2 separate regions of the Bicyclus anynana genome follow, and region 1 is linked to region 2. The links are chromatin contacts, called in public Hi-C maps. All regions are on one chromosome and are shown on one strand. The core of a region is the stretch at or near the end of the contact, and the rest is flanking DNA. Distances in the headings are between cores, read along the strand shown. Region 1 overlaps LOC112050707 (mothers against decapentaplegic homolog 6). Region 2 holds the start of LOC112050707 (mothers against decapentaplegic homolog 6).

Region 1 (7,673 bases), core at 4,849-7,348, 43 kb before region 2:
TCACGACATGTCACAACACATAAGTGTAAACGTTGCCATACAAAATATATGATACCGATTCTGTTCTAATACGTCACGACACGACACGTCAGACAAATAAAATTCCGTCTGCGTCTACGCTAAAAGAAAACAGAAGAATCATTAAGAATCAAGTTCTATTTAACGTTAACAAAATAAGTACATACAAACATAATTTATGTGCGTTACTAAAATATGTCATTTTGTAATTAAGGCGCTAAGTCAGTCTATGTTATGACTAAACAGCGATTTGCGTTACGTTAAATAAATTATGCACATCTGTGTTACTTAATTATATAATTAACATCTGTGACGGATTGCAGAGCACATGTGCATTCAAAGCTCGCGGATTACACTTTCGTGGTATAAAAATTTCCAATTATGTAAAGTTCTGTAACCTAAATAAAAACTCTCTCGTATGACATTGAATAAATTTTTCCATAGAAAGTTATGCTACGAAAATTGCAATATAAAAATCTGTCCAGAAATATAAGAAACCTAGATAGAGGGCGCCACATAAAATGTAAAATAATATTTTTTTTTCGTTGAAATATTATTTTTCAATGAAAAAAAACTATTATTTTACATTGCAACACGGTCAGATTTTTTATTTTTCCGGTATCCTCTGATATATTTAGTGAACTACAATATTTTTTTAATATTGTAGTTCACTAAATATATCAGAGGATACAGGATTTTTTTAATTTGTTTCATATACATTACAATAAAACAATACATTTTACATATTAAATTTTACATAAATGGAAACTTTCATTTGTTTCTACTACACAATGCAATTCGCTATGAAACATACATATTTTGACAATCCTGAACATTGCTTAATCTCCCATAGAACGCCTTTTTAGAAAATTTCATTTAAAAAAAATCATTACAACAATGAAACAAAATAATATATTTAATTAAATATTTTCAATATGAAAATGATTTGATGAAAAAATTGATTTGGAAATTATAATTACAATGTATATTTTTGATTTATACAATTTAGTTATACAGTAAACTCAAAGACTGGCCTTAATTCACCAAATCGCCCAAAAGACAAAGCAAGATTGATTTAAAGACTAGATTGAAGTATCTTATTGTCAACTCTCCCTACTTTGTCGAAGCTACACTCTTAAATTCGAGCTTTAATAATAAAAACATAATTTGTATAATATAATAATTATTAATGTATATTACTTACTCGTATATTTCAGTGAAATTGACTGATATACCCTATTTTGGATTATATTCATATAATATTTGAATACAACGCAAGGCACAAAGTTTTATTACGTGTTTCTTACAGGGTGACCGGGGTAGGTATGGATCAATGTAAAATACTTGTTTTTTTATTTTATTAAATAAAAACTATAAAGAACCTCTTTCACGAAAGCATGCTTCCATCTTAGACTGCATCATTTACATCAGGCGAGATTGCAGTCAAGAGCAAACTTTTCTAAAACATTTCCATATGCCATGGAATTAATAAGTGAAATTCATATTTTGAAGTGAAATTCATTTTTTGACATGAATTTCACTCGTTTAAATTAAAAAAATGCTTATTTTTTGATTAATTTTTATAAACTGAAGAGAAATTCATTTTCGATTCAAAATTAATTCAACATTTATAAAAAATATGAATGAACTTTTTTAATTTTATTTTTGTTCTTTTAAGCATTTTACCTAATATCGGAAATCAAAATGGTAGAAAATCAAAAAAAAAATTGGTTAAAATTATTTTAATTTTGGCATTTTTCTCTCTGATCTACTTATCTCCGGCCACCCCATGTACTAACACTACTATCATATCTTTAAATCGATTGCACTATTTTTCATACGCATCCAATTAATTGCAGATCTTTAAAACACACACTGGGTAATCTATCTACGTCCCCCGGCGCTGCTCTCATCGAATTTGAGATTTAGATAACCACCATTAAATGAAAAATCGGTTAAAATGCTTTTCGCACAGCCTTAAACGCGTCATTGAACCCATTCGCTACTTACTTGCGTCAAATTATACGTTCGTTGTACCATTTTCTACTGGACTTGATGAACAATTGTACGATTTTCTGATTTTTAAGTAAACTTGATGAATTTTAGAAAAAAAAAATTGAAAAAAAATTAAATAAGTAACAAAATTACTTAACTTAAGTATGTATAAATATTGTAAATATACAATTAGTATTATTTGGTATATGTATCGTATTGTATATTATATATGTTGATATTTCTTAGTATTTTGTTACATAAGTATTTAACTATTTTCTTTTTTATGCGTTATTTTCTTTTATATATTACTTCTGTACACCCTAGCCTATATCTTTATAATTTTTATTATTAGTTTCTTCGTTAGGTTGCCTGGAAGAGATCGCTTTTTAGCGATAAGGTCGCCTATTGTGCATTTTTCTTTCTTTCCATTATTTTTCTGTATCGTATGTTTCTGTGTGGTGTACAATAAAGTATATTTTCATTTCATTTAATTTCAAAATTTAATACGATTTTTTTTCGTTTCCTGTATAATTTTAGCGAGATTATACGTTGTGAAAATTTCATTAATTGTTAAAAATAGCATGAGAGACCATAGAAAAATAAATCATTATGTCAATTAGAAAATAGTGTAACGAACGTAGTTAAATATTTTTTGTACAAAAAAAAATATAACTTAAATTATTCTTAAATAATTTACGCTAAGGTAAGGCATATTTTATAATTATAAATTAATTAATTACAAATATCTATAGTACATATAAACTTTTATATACACAGTCTCGCGTAACTTAAAGCCGAGTTCTATACATATTTTTTTTACATTTAAAATTGTACAATTTAATTGTAATGGTACATCTGAGACGACTAATATACATCCTACCAATAAAAACTGTGTGAACAAAACAGAAAATTTACAATATCCTATTTTGCAGGGAATTTCATGCGAAATTCTATTTTTGAATTTCATTTAAAATTCAAAATTGTTTCAAAATTTAATTTTCAATTGAAAATTTTTAAAACGTGTTTAACTTAGATGCTTATAAAAAATTTACATTGAAATGTAAGATAATTTGGACGTCCCATTGCAATGTAAATCTTTTGTAAACAAATAAAGGTAAGCCGTGAAAAACTTCTAATCGGAGAGCTAATACTCCGCTACAAAATTGTCTAAACCAATCTGAGGGAGCAAGTCAAAAACAAAACCAATTTTGATTTAGTTTTTTTGCTGGAAGATTCGTTTTGAGCTTAAACGAATCTACATTTAATTTCTCCAAACTCAAGAGTTACATTCACGGTTACAAAGACTTTAATATACATAAATAAATATCCAATTTATAATATTTACATCAACAATTGTTTTTTATTTAAAATAAATATAACCGATTATACAGGTTTGGTCTAATCATTTGATAACAGTTAGTTATTTATTACACCGTTAATGTCGCCACTGTGGATTATGGTTCATTTCAAAAATGTGAATTTCACCATTTTGAAATTATATGTATGTGACTTATATGCATTTGAATTCAAAATTGTGAAATTGGATTAATAAATTAAATTGCTTGTTTCATGTACAAAGATTTCTGTTTTTAAGCTTTTTTCAAATAAAACTAATATCCATGAACCACAGAGATGACATCCAAATAATTTACGAGATTATTTATAACAAAGAGAATAAACAAAAACAACCACTTGCCACAACTGTGGTTGTTACACGGTCCACTATACGTCACTTGAAAAAAGTTCAAAATGCCAACGACTTTAGTTATATAAAGGTTAGTCCTCAATGGACAACATTTCTGCGCGACTTTCGTACGACATACAGATTGTCTGTTTTATTAGTTGTATTTAATTTAAATGTAAGACATCTGTGATACTAGATATATTACTAGGAAAATCCCAAGAATTTGGTTATGAAACCGCGCGAAAGGATTCACCAATACGAACTAACCTTTATAAAACGCATGTCACTATCAAAAAAACAGTCCACCAACAAATCGAGGTCCATTAGACAATTAAAAAAAATCACTTTGGTCCATTTCCATTTACAATATCACAAGCCTGTTTTTATTTTTTAAAAGTCTTAGCGTCAGCTCGGAGGCGCCAGCAGGACTTCGAGCCAACAGGGGCAGGCGGTGACGTCACGCCTCGAGTATTTGGGGCCCCAGCCTTTCGCGAACGATATCCTCACAGATCTGGGGTCAACTGGCCCCACGTGGGGTAGCGACACAGCGGGCGGGGGCGACGAGGGGTCGAAGATGCAGAGACAGTGTCCTGGTGCAACCCTCCATACAAGAAGAGCTTTCGCAGCAGCAGCGTCTAACGCGGGGGAGCTGACGAACACGGGTTCTTGGCTTCTATTGTAGAGCCAGACGCCATCAGATTCTAAGGACAGTGTGACACCTAGGCCAATCTTCGCTCGAGTTTTTCGCACCTGGAACGATGGAAATTAACATTAATTAATTAATAATGAAAATAAAATACTTTAATAATTAAAGATGGACGTTGAGATGAAGAAATGTTGTTGAGCAACCTGCACTGAAAAGCCTAAGGGTGAGGCCAAACGAGCGTAATTTTGTGAGTTGTCACTCGCGTAATTTCGGTCGCAGAAATTCGCGTGTAAGTCAGAACACAACTCATTTTGTGACGCCGCGTGGCAGGAACTGGACTTTTGTATGAAACCGAATGCAGCAGAAATTACGCGACTGATAACATACAAAATTACGCTCGTTTGGCCTCACCCTAATTGTTGTTTACCTCCTACTAAATTGCAAAGACATTAAAGGTGGCGCAGAGAGTCATTGGAGTTTAGTGTTTGGGTAAAGTAGTTAGTTTAAAATATGCTATGTTAATAAAATATTCAGAATGTTCTTAGGCAGATCCACAAACAGACTCTTCACATTATTAGGTGAACGAGGTACCTATAGTGAGTTGATAATATACTTCTCGTAAAAAAAATGAAACAGTCCGCAAGTATCAGGCGGATTGTTTCGATTTTTTTTGATGAGTAGTGTAAATGTTTTTCATGGAATTTCGCCATACGAACGACTATTACGTATAAAAGACCTCAAGAATATAATACAAGTAGGTATAAACCAGTCTATTAGTAAATGATTAGCGTATAGCTCGCGTAGGTATGTAGGCACGTATCTAAAGTTATCGTATGGGGTTATCTGTATGCCGATTGCTCGCCGCTAAATCAATTTACATACTCGCAGATGCAACGCATAACGTATACCGCGCTCAATCCAATGCTGATTTATTTCGGCCTGTTCTCTTCATTCTACACAAATATCGGGAGACTTTCCTGTTCTAAAAAGTCCTATAGACTTTTGAGAGTAAGAGACTTACTATTTCTTACTCTTAAGTTAATGAAAAAGAAAGTTCATTACAATTTTGCTAGTGCAGTTTTCAGACATTCGACATCCAATAGTTTAGCTAGAGAGAAAGAAAGATTTTGTCAGAAATTTCTTCCATCACATAGAGGAAAATTTGTGGTGTTTCTATTAAAAAATCAGCATTTAAGTCATTTCCCAAGCACTAGTTTCGGAGCGACGATGCCATGGTAAACTTCATACACCCAATTGACGTCAGTTTAAAAATGCTTCTCCGTACAAAAGGCCTTTGGCAGCATCCACTTATGGTAAAAGATGCAGTCTATGGTAATGTTGACTTGAAGATATACCCACGTAAGCCACGTTATTCACAATTTCATCGTGTTTCATTGTCTCTAACTGACTTCTAAAAGGCTAGCTCATTTTTTACGCAAAGGATTGCCTGGCTGTCCAACGCGCAAATTCAGCCCGAATTCTTGCCATCATTCCACGTGGGCATGATTTGTTCCGATAGCTATTAGGATAAGTTGACTTAAGTTTCCCACAGCACTCCGTAACTTCGTAGTGCGTATAAACAGCTCTATCAAAATTGTAATAATTAAAGCAAAGAGATTCTTCTGATACAGTGGACATCGTTAAACGTTTTACGAACGTATTGATAATGGAGATTGTGCCGAGTGCAAATATGGTCTCCATGTTGGCGCTCACGTAGGCACAAGGCAGGGGCTGATGTGATGCGAAGCACGTAATGCGAATTTGCGAATTTGGCAGTGTTGCGCTGCGCTAACGGCCTAGCCGTGCTGTGTAGCAGGTTTATTGTAATGTCTGAATGGAATTACAATAATTTTTGAACCTTAAATAAGCTTGTCTATTGGCAATACTTCCTCCTACCTTGCCAATTTAAATTAATGTAGATTCTTAAAAGACAGACCAGGATAAAGACAGAAAGGATTCTCAGAAACTCGGAAGGTTCGGGAAGGTTGTTTTGCTTGCTTTGTGCTGTGGTTGAAACCCACGTCAGGATAATGTAAGATATCGAAGACCTCGTCTCCGACGGCGAAGTCACTGTAGTTACTTGTGTAAGTGTTCCCTTGATAACATTGTCAGTCGCTATATTAGTAAAGGACGTTTCTCGGGCGTCTAAATCTACAATTGGCGTTGGGATTGGGGGGTAGTTGCAGGCGTCAACAACTAGTTGGTTAGAGTGGGTTAAGTTTTCGGGAACTGTTTCGAGTATTCGGCTATTGCAGGGTCCTCACCTGTTCAACTTGCGGCTCCTTGGTGTCGAGCGCGTCGACGCACAGCCCGTGCCTGCCGGCGCACGTGTCGCCCCCTCCCCCGAACACGTCCACAGCGCGCACGCGCACGCTGAACTGTCGCCCCACACGCTGCGTCAGCTCCCAGTACGCCAGCCTGCACCACTCGGTCTCCCAGCTCTGCCGCTCTGTAACAATTGAAGGCTACATTAGAACCTCAAGATTTCTATATCAACACCATCAGTGTATCAGTCCGGACGCCTCCGTGACCGTGGTTGAAACCTACGTCTGGATAACCTAAGATATCTAGGACCTCGTGTCCGCTGGCAAAGATACTGCGTTACTTCCGTAAGTGTTCCCTGGATAACATTGTCAATCGATAATAAAGGACGTTTCTCGGGAGTCTAAATCTACAATCGGCGTCATCGTCGGTGGAATCGAAAAGGTTTTAGATGTCTGAACATCTACATCCTTTTCGATTCTACCGCAGAGAGGCCAATGATACGCAAGAAACTGTGGTCACCGGTAGACTCGATTAACCTTTTTGAAAATCCTTGAAAAAAGTCCCAAGGCCAAGGTCTAAAGGCCGTAAACATGATTTTTAAGTGTGCCTACTCGTAGTATTGGTTAAATTTTGTGTATTAGATGGCGTTTCACCCCGAAACCGGAGCATCCTCAGGAAATGTTGACTCTATAACGTGCAATTGCACGTAGAGAGTATTTTGTCGGACCTAGGTGACGTACTCGCATGGGTTCGTCGGCTTTTCGCGGATAATAGCAAAATAAATATAAATTTTGTGTATAGTTGCGTATTTTGGTCGCGTTACATCACATCACTGGTCGGGGCGCGGATTTGGCCGACGACGGCGCGTCACTGACGGACTGTCGGCCCGGTGTCAGCGCCGGCCAAATTTTCACGTTTCCCGGAAAATTTCATAGACGACCTTTTACATTATCATACCTAATCATTCAAAATTATAGATTGACTGAAGTTCTTGTACGTTGACTATTAAAACTGTGTAAAATTACTTGATAAGCTGAAATTTTGAATTTTGTATTTTTTTTAATT
Region 2 (7,577 bases), core at 2,161-4,660:
TGCTCTTATCATGATGAAGGCAACTATGAAGAATATGGAGGCAGCTGGTAATAAAGATGCAAACTGCAAATTTTAAACTCTTTACTAGACAGCCTACTTCTGATCTAGACTTCTTAGATTCTAGACTTACATCTTTAAGTCTCTATCTTATCAGCGATGAGAAGATAATTGGCTCAAATGATAAGACGTCCATCAGTATTATACCAAAAAAGATCTAAAGCACGGTCTTAAACGTATGAAAAACGAACATCTCAAAATACAACGACTGCAATTACACAATTAGTTGGTACAATGGCCCCGCACAAGGTTATTAACTAACTAAGCTTTGCCAATATAAGTTAATTAGTCATCAAGCAGCGCATTTTCGCATATATGAAGTGCACGCCACTGGCTACCAACCGACCAACCAAGTCCGGACATAGTTGGCACGTCTGTAGACGGCTACAAAGCCGACAAATTAAAAAGTTAACGGGCGGCGCGCGCCGGGCGTCGCGGCGGGCCGGCGCCGGCGCCGTGACCTTGCTACTTATCGGACGAATGACCCTCGCAGATTAGCGACTGCGACTAGCGTGCGGCCGTGCGCGCTGGTACGCGGAGCCGTCCCCGCTGGAATGTGTCGCGTTAGCGAACAGCGAAATACGGACCCCTAAATTGAACCGAATGTAATCCATCCTCAATAATGACGGGTAAAAGCCCTTAATAGTTTCGTAGTCCACGACTCCGTAGTCATGTTCGTCATCAGTGGCGTGCATAAGGTTGTCGATCAGGGTATGCACTAGTAATCAAATTAAGCAAACTGGAAAAATCTGTATTTAATATGCACTAAGAAGACAACTCTTAGGGTATGCAGTACTTTAATGCATATATGAAGTGCCAGTTGCCAACCGTACTCTAAGAAAGAGTATTTTACTCTATAATATCATGTAAGCGTACTCTATAATCTAAAATACTAATGTCATTACGTCAAACGTCTCAATGATTGTCATGAATGTGAAGTGGCGAGAAGAGAGAAACAGAGCTTCATTGAAATTGATTAAAAATGAGCTCTTGATCTATATAAATTTATGTGCTGCAAAAAGTACAAAAAATACCTTTTTAAAAATATAAAATAATTGATACTCTTTTTTAAGTCCATACTCTTTATTTACCTCCTTAGAAAAGAGATCTCAAAAAAAAATTGGCAACCCTACCCCTACTAATTTTGATACGGGGCCCCTCCAAGGCATACACCACTGACAGTGCATGAAGTGCTAGCCACCTATCATCACCCAGTCGTAAGGAACAAAGCCGCCAGCCAACACCGAAGCCGCTCGACCTCCGGGCGGCGCCCGGCGCCAAGTAAAAGTGATAAATTCCTGCGCGCATTCCACACCGATACCGAGCCCACACGAAATCTTGCCACTTGCCAGCTGCATCTCATCGAATACAAGCAGGCTCTAATTTGAAGCCCATTATGAACAATAGGGATGATGACAAATATAAATTGTATATATAAATGAAGAGTATGCTAATAGTAAAGCAATTTTGTAAAAGCAACAGGGTATCTGCGATCATTACTTTCGGAGTATCATTATTTGCCCGAATGTATCATAAAAATCAGTATATTCTGATACATTCTAGTCATCATCTCCATTGTTTTATGTTCTTTGTAAAAACTATCTTCAGATTATTGACTCTACAATTCAATTTTAAAATTGTCTCCCTTTTGTACTAGCAAAGGACAATATCCAAAGTATGTCCGTTGAGTTCTATACCTCAAAAGGATGAAACGGAATCCTTATAGCAGAATTACTTTACTTTGTCTGACTGCCTGTCTGTATGTCAAGACTCTTTATTTTGTGTTTCGGGGCTGAAACTATATTTTTTTAAAGGACAAAGACGGAATAACTCCTTGATGTTATGTGGAAAATCGTAGTCTCTTATTTAGCATTTTGCAAGGAAAAACCCACCCAAAATACGCTTCTGTAACGTTGGTGATATATCACAAAATGCAGCCACATTAAGGCCATAATCTTATGTCTAGTTCTGTGTAGTTCTTAACTTAGTTATGTGTGTAGAAATTAACCAATCTTGTAGTGTGTAAATAAGATAAGATCTAGTTAGACAGGAAATATTTAAGACATTTGAAAAATATACTCTAAAAGACGTTTTTCTTGAAATATTTATCAAATGCAGATTTTCCGTTTGGTTAATGTTTCACACTAGTGCATACCCTGATCGACCACCTTAAGCACGTTACTGACTGTTTGTAGGTACTATTACAACTTCTACTTTTTTTTTACATCCTGTATTTGCAGGAGTAGAGAATTTGTAAAACAACATTCCTATTTGTGGATTTTTCTTACAGATTTTATTATCTACTTGGTAATGGTAATACTGATATCTGTGGAACGGACGGAATACTGATGAGTTGACTACTTGGAAATGCGTGTGACCTTTTAGAATTTAGTTAAGACGTGCACTCAACTCGATCTTAGACGACCGTTGATGTCAGGAACTATTTATAGATCGCCGAACGGCAATGTTTACAACCGGGGGATGGACTGTTGCTTACGTTAGTGCATGTTGCCGCAATCGACGTAACGATGACATACAGCGGCAAACAGTGGCGATAACCACACTGATAGCTGATAACGCCCGATACTGATACCGGTGCATAACGTGGACTCACGTGAACACTATGGGCGGCTGACAGAACAACAAATAGGTTAGGTTTTAGCAACAGTTTGTCACACGCATCCTACTTTCTACGGATGTACATTCGGAGCGCAGCATTTGTGAACATGGAACCACTATACGGAGAGCTCGGCGACTAACAGTGTAACACAAATAGGTTAGGTTTGTTATCAGTTCATCACATACTCATCCTACTTTCTAGTTTCTACGAACGAAAGACTACTTTTGAAACGCGGCATTCGATTTCGACGCATCACTTTAAAAATACGCGCCACGTCTTCATAGTAAGCACATTTTTTTTTTAATAACTTTACAGCTCTGGGTTCTTGCCCTTTTGCTGTGCACACATGTTTACGGCACTTGTTGCGCGGGATCGCTGTCACGTACCGGGCTCGCAGAGGCGGCTGTAGTGGTAGGGGTTGCAGCAGTGGTGGTGCTCGCAGTGCGGCAGGCGGCGCAGCTCGCTGGGGTCCCGCAGGTCGGGGCGGAGCGCGCGCAGCACGGCCGGGCGCAGCGCGGGCTCGGCCGGCACGCAGGGCGCGCCCGCGGGCCCCGCGTCCAGCGCGCGCGCCAGCCGCCGCAGCTGCTCGTCGGGCAGCGGGGCCGCGCCGGCCGCCGCCAGCCGCCGCCGCAGCGCGCGCCGCCGGAACATCACATGCCGGCGTCACGACACACTCCACCGACTCACACAGCGCAGCCGACACATCATCGCGCGCCGAGTGCGGCCTGCAGACTGCCGACTCGCCGCCGAGCGACACGCGCGCCGCCGCCGTCCGCCGCGACACCTGCGCGAACCCACTTTACCCCACCGACACTTGCACTTTTTCTATTTTTTTTTTTAGTCTAATGCCGCTCATCTGCCCTTGTCGGCGCCTTGTTCAATCGATAAATAGCAAACACACGTGCCCGGATGTTGTGTTGTTAATGTTATTGCTCGCTTGCCAGACGACAATTATGACTGTAGGATATAAAACAGCAGCCAGTTTAGTTAGTTGTCGTACCAACTAAGTTTCAAAAATATAACAAACAATCAGCATTTTATTGAAGACTTAAGTTTCTCAGAGTTAATGAGGTACCTACCAAAAGTAAGCAATAATAGTAATACATATTATTATATTCGTTTAAATAAATTATTATGAAACATTGGTGACTCTTCAAATATCAAATTCATAAGTTTAACTAAATGTATCTATATTTATAAGATCGCATGAAAATCAATACAGTATTATAGTTGTACGAGCCACAATTTAAATATTGTAATATCATCAAATTTTCAAAAGACAAATAGAAACGAAAAGCAATACAATATTTCCCAAAGTTTAAGTACAAAATTAATTTAGATAAACAAGAATAAGTAAAATAGCTAATTTGATTCAGACATTTGATCTGAAGAAATACACTGACTAACTGACTGATAGCTACAGCAAGCATCATTTATTATAATTATTACGAGAGAATCTCTGAAAGTTCAAAATATCACGTATAAATTAGTTAAAAATTTATTAATACAGTAAGGGTAAATCTCCCTGATTTTCGGCAAGATTACCCCGCTGGCAACTGGCGGCGGGGGGCAGGCGGTCGCGCGGGGCGAGGCGCGGCTGGCGCCACCGGCGGCGTCAGGTGCGCGCGCGTGTGTGCGTGCGGCGCCACCGCACACTGACACGCTACGCTGACCCGCCGAGGACACTATTGTGGATAAACTTCTATTGCCTCTGAGAGACAAACGAATTGTACCTAACGATTGAAACGAAACGAAAAAAAATTAAACGGTTGTTTAATTTTTTAAACGATATTTGACATATTTTTTTTAATTTAAGCAATATAACCCTTCCCCTCTAATTAAACTGGCGTAAAGATTTGGGTAAGTTAAATCTCTAACGTCCGAGACGTTTGATGTACCGCTTTCATACCAAAATAAGAATTTAAATTTGTTTTACTAAAAAGGAGATTATTCAACCTGTATTTTTTTACCTGTACTAGTACATGATAATACGGGTGTAATATAATGACGGGGTTTTACTTCAAAAACTCTTTACGCACGTTTCACACCGAAACTGAACCATCCTTAGGGCATTTAGACTCTACCTCTCTAGTTTTCATTACATTGTGCATTAATAGCAAATTGGTTTTCTCAGGCCAGGTTTTACTAAAAAGTCAAGACAAATGGTTGCACAATCCTCGAGAAAATGGTATTGTTTCTATTCTTTATAAACTCAGTTTTACCCGATAGGTACAAACTTACACTAAACTTACAATTCTGTGACTCTATATTCTATGGCACAGCGGCAGGCGGAATGCGCGGCGACATGCAACAAGCTATATTATCACCATCGATAACGCATCTCTGTATCTCGCTGCACTTGCCAACGTGGTCACGGGTTCGATTCCCGGAAAATTGGGAATTTGAAAACCCATTTAAATCTTAATATTACGGTTGTGGGGCTGCATCTCTGTGTCTCGTTGCACTTACTAACGTGAATCATAGGTTCGATTCCCGGAAATTTTTAAAATATTAAACGCATTTTAAATCTCTATCAGCATCGAGAACGCATCTCGCTGCACTTGCCAACATTGGTCACAGGTTCGATTCCTAACCGTTCAATACGGCAACTCAAACCGTTTTTAAAATAATTAAACCTCTGTATAGTTTCACGGTTAAGGGGTTGGACTTAAATCCATAAGGTCTAGGGTTCGATCCCCACCTGTTGTACTATTGCATAGGTACGTTATTATTACAGAATTTTCCTTAGTTGAAGAGAAAATGCCAAAACGGGCCATTCATCAAAAATAATGGTCTGTGTATTTCTATGAACAGTGCATACCCTAGTTGAAAATCTTATACACGCCACGAAAAACGCAAACTGATCATCGGCAAGATATCTTGGCATGACCACGCATGACAAACAAAAGTAATACATATTATTATAATTTATAATTAATCTATTTTGTAAAAATATAATTTTATACTATCGGTTTATGACCTTCAGCTTTCTGATAAGAATTTCGTTGATTGATTACAAATAAAGAACTTGATTTAAAATTTTCTTAAATATGTACCTACCTACTTACTAAAGAGTGCTTATAATTATTTATAATTAATTAATTATTATAATTTTCTGTTAATACTTTTGTAACTAATAAGTAGGCACCTACCTTCTCTTTTAATTACACTATTGGACGTTTAGTAACTTCGTCCGCATGAAATTTGGTTTCTCCTGGGAACCGTAGATTTTTCCGGGATAATGTTGCATAAAATTATAGGCACTCTATCTGCCAGTGAAAGTCCCATCTAAATCGGTTTTTCTGTCTTTTCGGAGATTAATCCGAAAAGACAGACAGACGAAAAATTTAAAAAGCTTGATTGTGTTTTAGCATCGTGTAAATAACATAATACATTTAATTTAATTACATTTAAATCACGGACCGACACTTCAAATATATTTAATCAAAAATGTAATTGAATAAAAACTCCCATCTGTAAATATTTAAGAAAACAGATAATAGATGGCGTTTACTTCCATATCAGGTACAATGTATATTCAGTCTGTCAACCGAGCTTAACTTTGTACGTAGTTCAACGGTTTTACGATAGATGGCTCTACTACTGAAATGGAAACCCACAGGGATATTTAAAAAAAAAATTAAAAAGCTCGATTGTCATTTGTCATAACATTTTGTGAACCGGGAGCCGGCAAAAGTCAGACATACCTCATTTTTTAGAAAGAATGTTTGTCAATCTATGCTCCGTTATAAGTAGGTACTTAAAGACTAAAGTAGACATTTTTTACTGTATAGATTATTATTATCTATTCATGATGAACCTTCGCAAAGTTCTATCCAACATTTTTACTGTGGTGTAGGTACTGGCGTGCACTTCATACATGCATTAAAGTACTGCATACCCTAAGAGTTGTCTTCTTAATGCTTATTAAATGAAGATTTTCCCAGTGTGCTTAATTTCCTTACTGCATCGACAACCTTATGCACGCCACTGGTAGGTGTAGTGGAGTTCGAAATATCTGTCTAAATAGTTTTTTTTATTCTTTACAAAAGTTAGCCCGCTTCCATCTTAGATTGCGTCATCGTCATGAAATATAAAAGCGTATTTTTTTAATATGAAAAATCACGTTTCGAGTCTAGTCTAGTCTCTAAGGTTCGCCGCAACCCTTCTATAAAAACCGTTAATGATTTTTTCGTGAAAACATTATACCTAGGTCTAGCAAAGCTAACTGTCAAGCAACAGGGGATATGATTACTTTTAATTATGATACTCAGTAGAACTTATAAAATAAACAAATAGAAAATATCAACAAATTACGTTTCATAACTAGTCTATTCAGGATCTGGAGTCTTATAGCAAGTAAAGTATACCAGAGATGGGGCACTATCATCAAAACTGAGGCGGACAAATGTGGAAAATTGACTTAATTTTATTTAGTCGCTTATTATACAACGAACGTTATTTAAACAAATAATTCCTAAATATCGTCTACAATGTCGAGTTGTGTGTTCAGGAAGTGTAAAAACTATAAATAGATAAATATATATGTATAATGGAATTAATGACAAAATTGCGTATGTGTGCGCTCAGTGGATTCGCTTAATTCGGATCACTTATTGCGATGATTTTGTAGGGACATACTATAGATAGGTTACCTATCTATAGTATGAAATTATCATTGAAAAAACATATACATAAAAAACCTTAAATACCAAATTAAATACAAATAAAAATACTGACTTTTATTTTTAAATAATACGAACACACCTACCTATATTTTTTTTGTTGACTAAAATATTTAATTCAAATAATTTTATTCTTTATTTCAACATGAAAAATCAGCCAATAAATAATAAAAAAAAAAAATCCATACCCGAATCCTCCAAAGCCATCCGTTATG

The links. Hi-C and Micro-C count contacts between places; a contact is called where the count stands out from the background.
Region 1: a contact with region 2 is called in a Hi-C map of whole body, with 3 times the contacts expected there. The contact joins the enhancer-like site here to the promoter of LOC112050707 in region 2. A contact is called at or near these places in 2 of 2 Hi-C or Micro-C datasets (whole body and whole larva).

The regions. Positions count from the first base shown.
Region 1 is chr10:1,875,101-1,882,773 of ilBicAnyn1.1, reverse strand. LOC112050707 (mothers against decapentaplegic homolog 6) reads right to left here. Exons shown (of 5, transcript XM_024089045.2): 4 at 6,608-6,792; 5 at 1-4,447. The coding sequence ends at 4,103. Among protein-coding and RNA genes, the nearest start is that of LOC112050522, 17 kb to the left of the region's middle. Within about 2 kb of position 6,098, at least 8 of the 8 cell types and tissues checked have open chromatin away from gene starts, as enhancers often do.
Region 2 is chr10:1,829,998-1,837,574 of ilBicAnyn1.1, reverse strand. LOC112050707 (mothers against decapentaplegic homolog 6) reads right to left here and starts at 3,410. Exons shown (of 5, transcript XM_024089045.2): 1 at 3,064-3,410. The coding sequence starts at 3,328.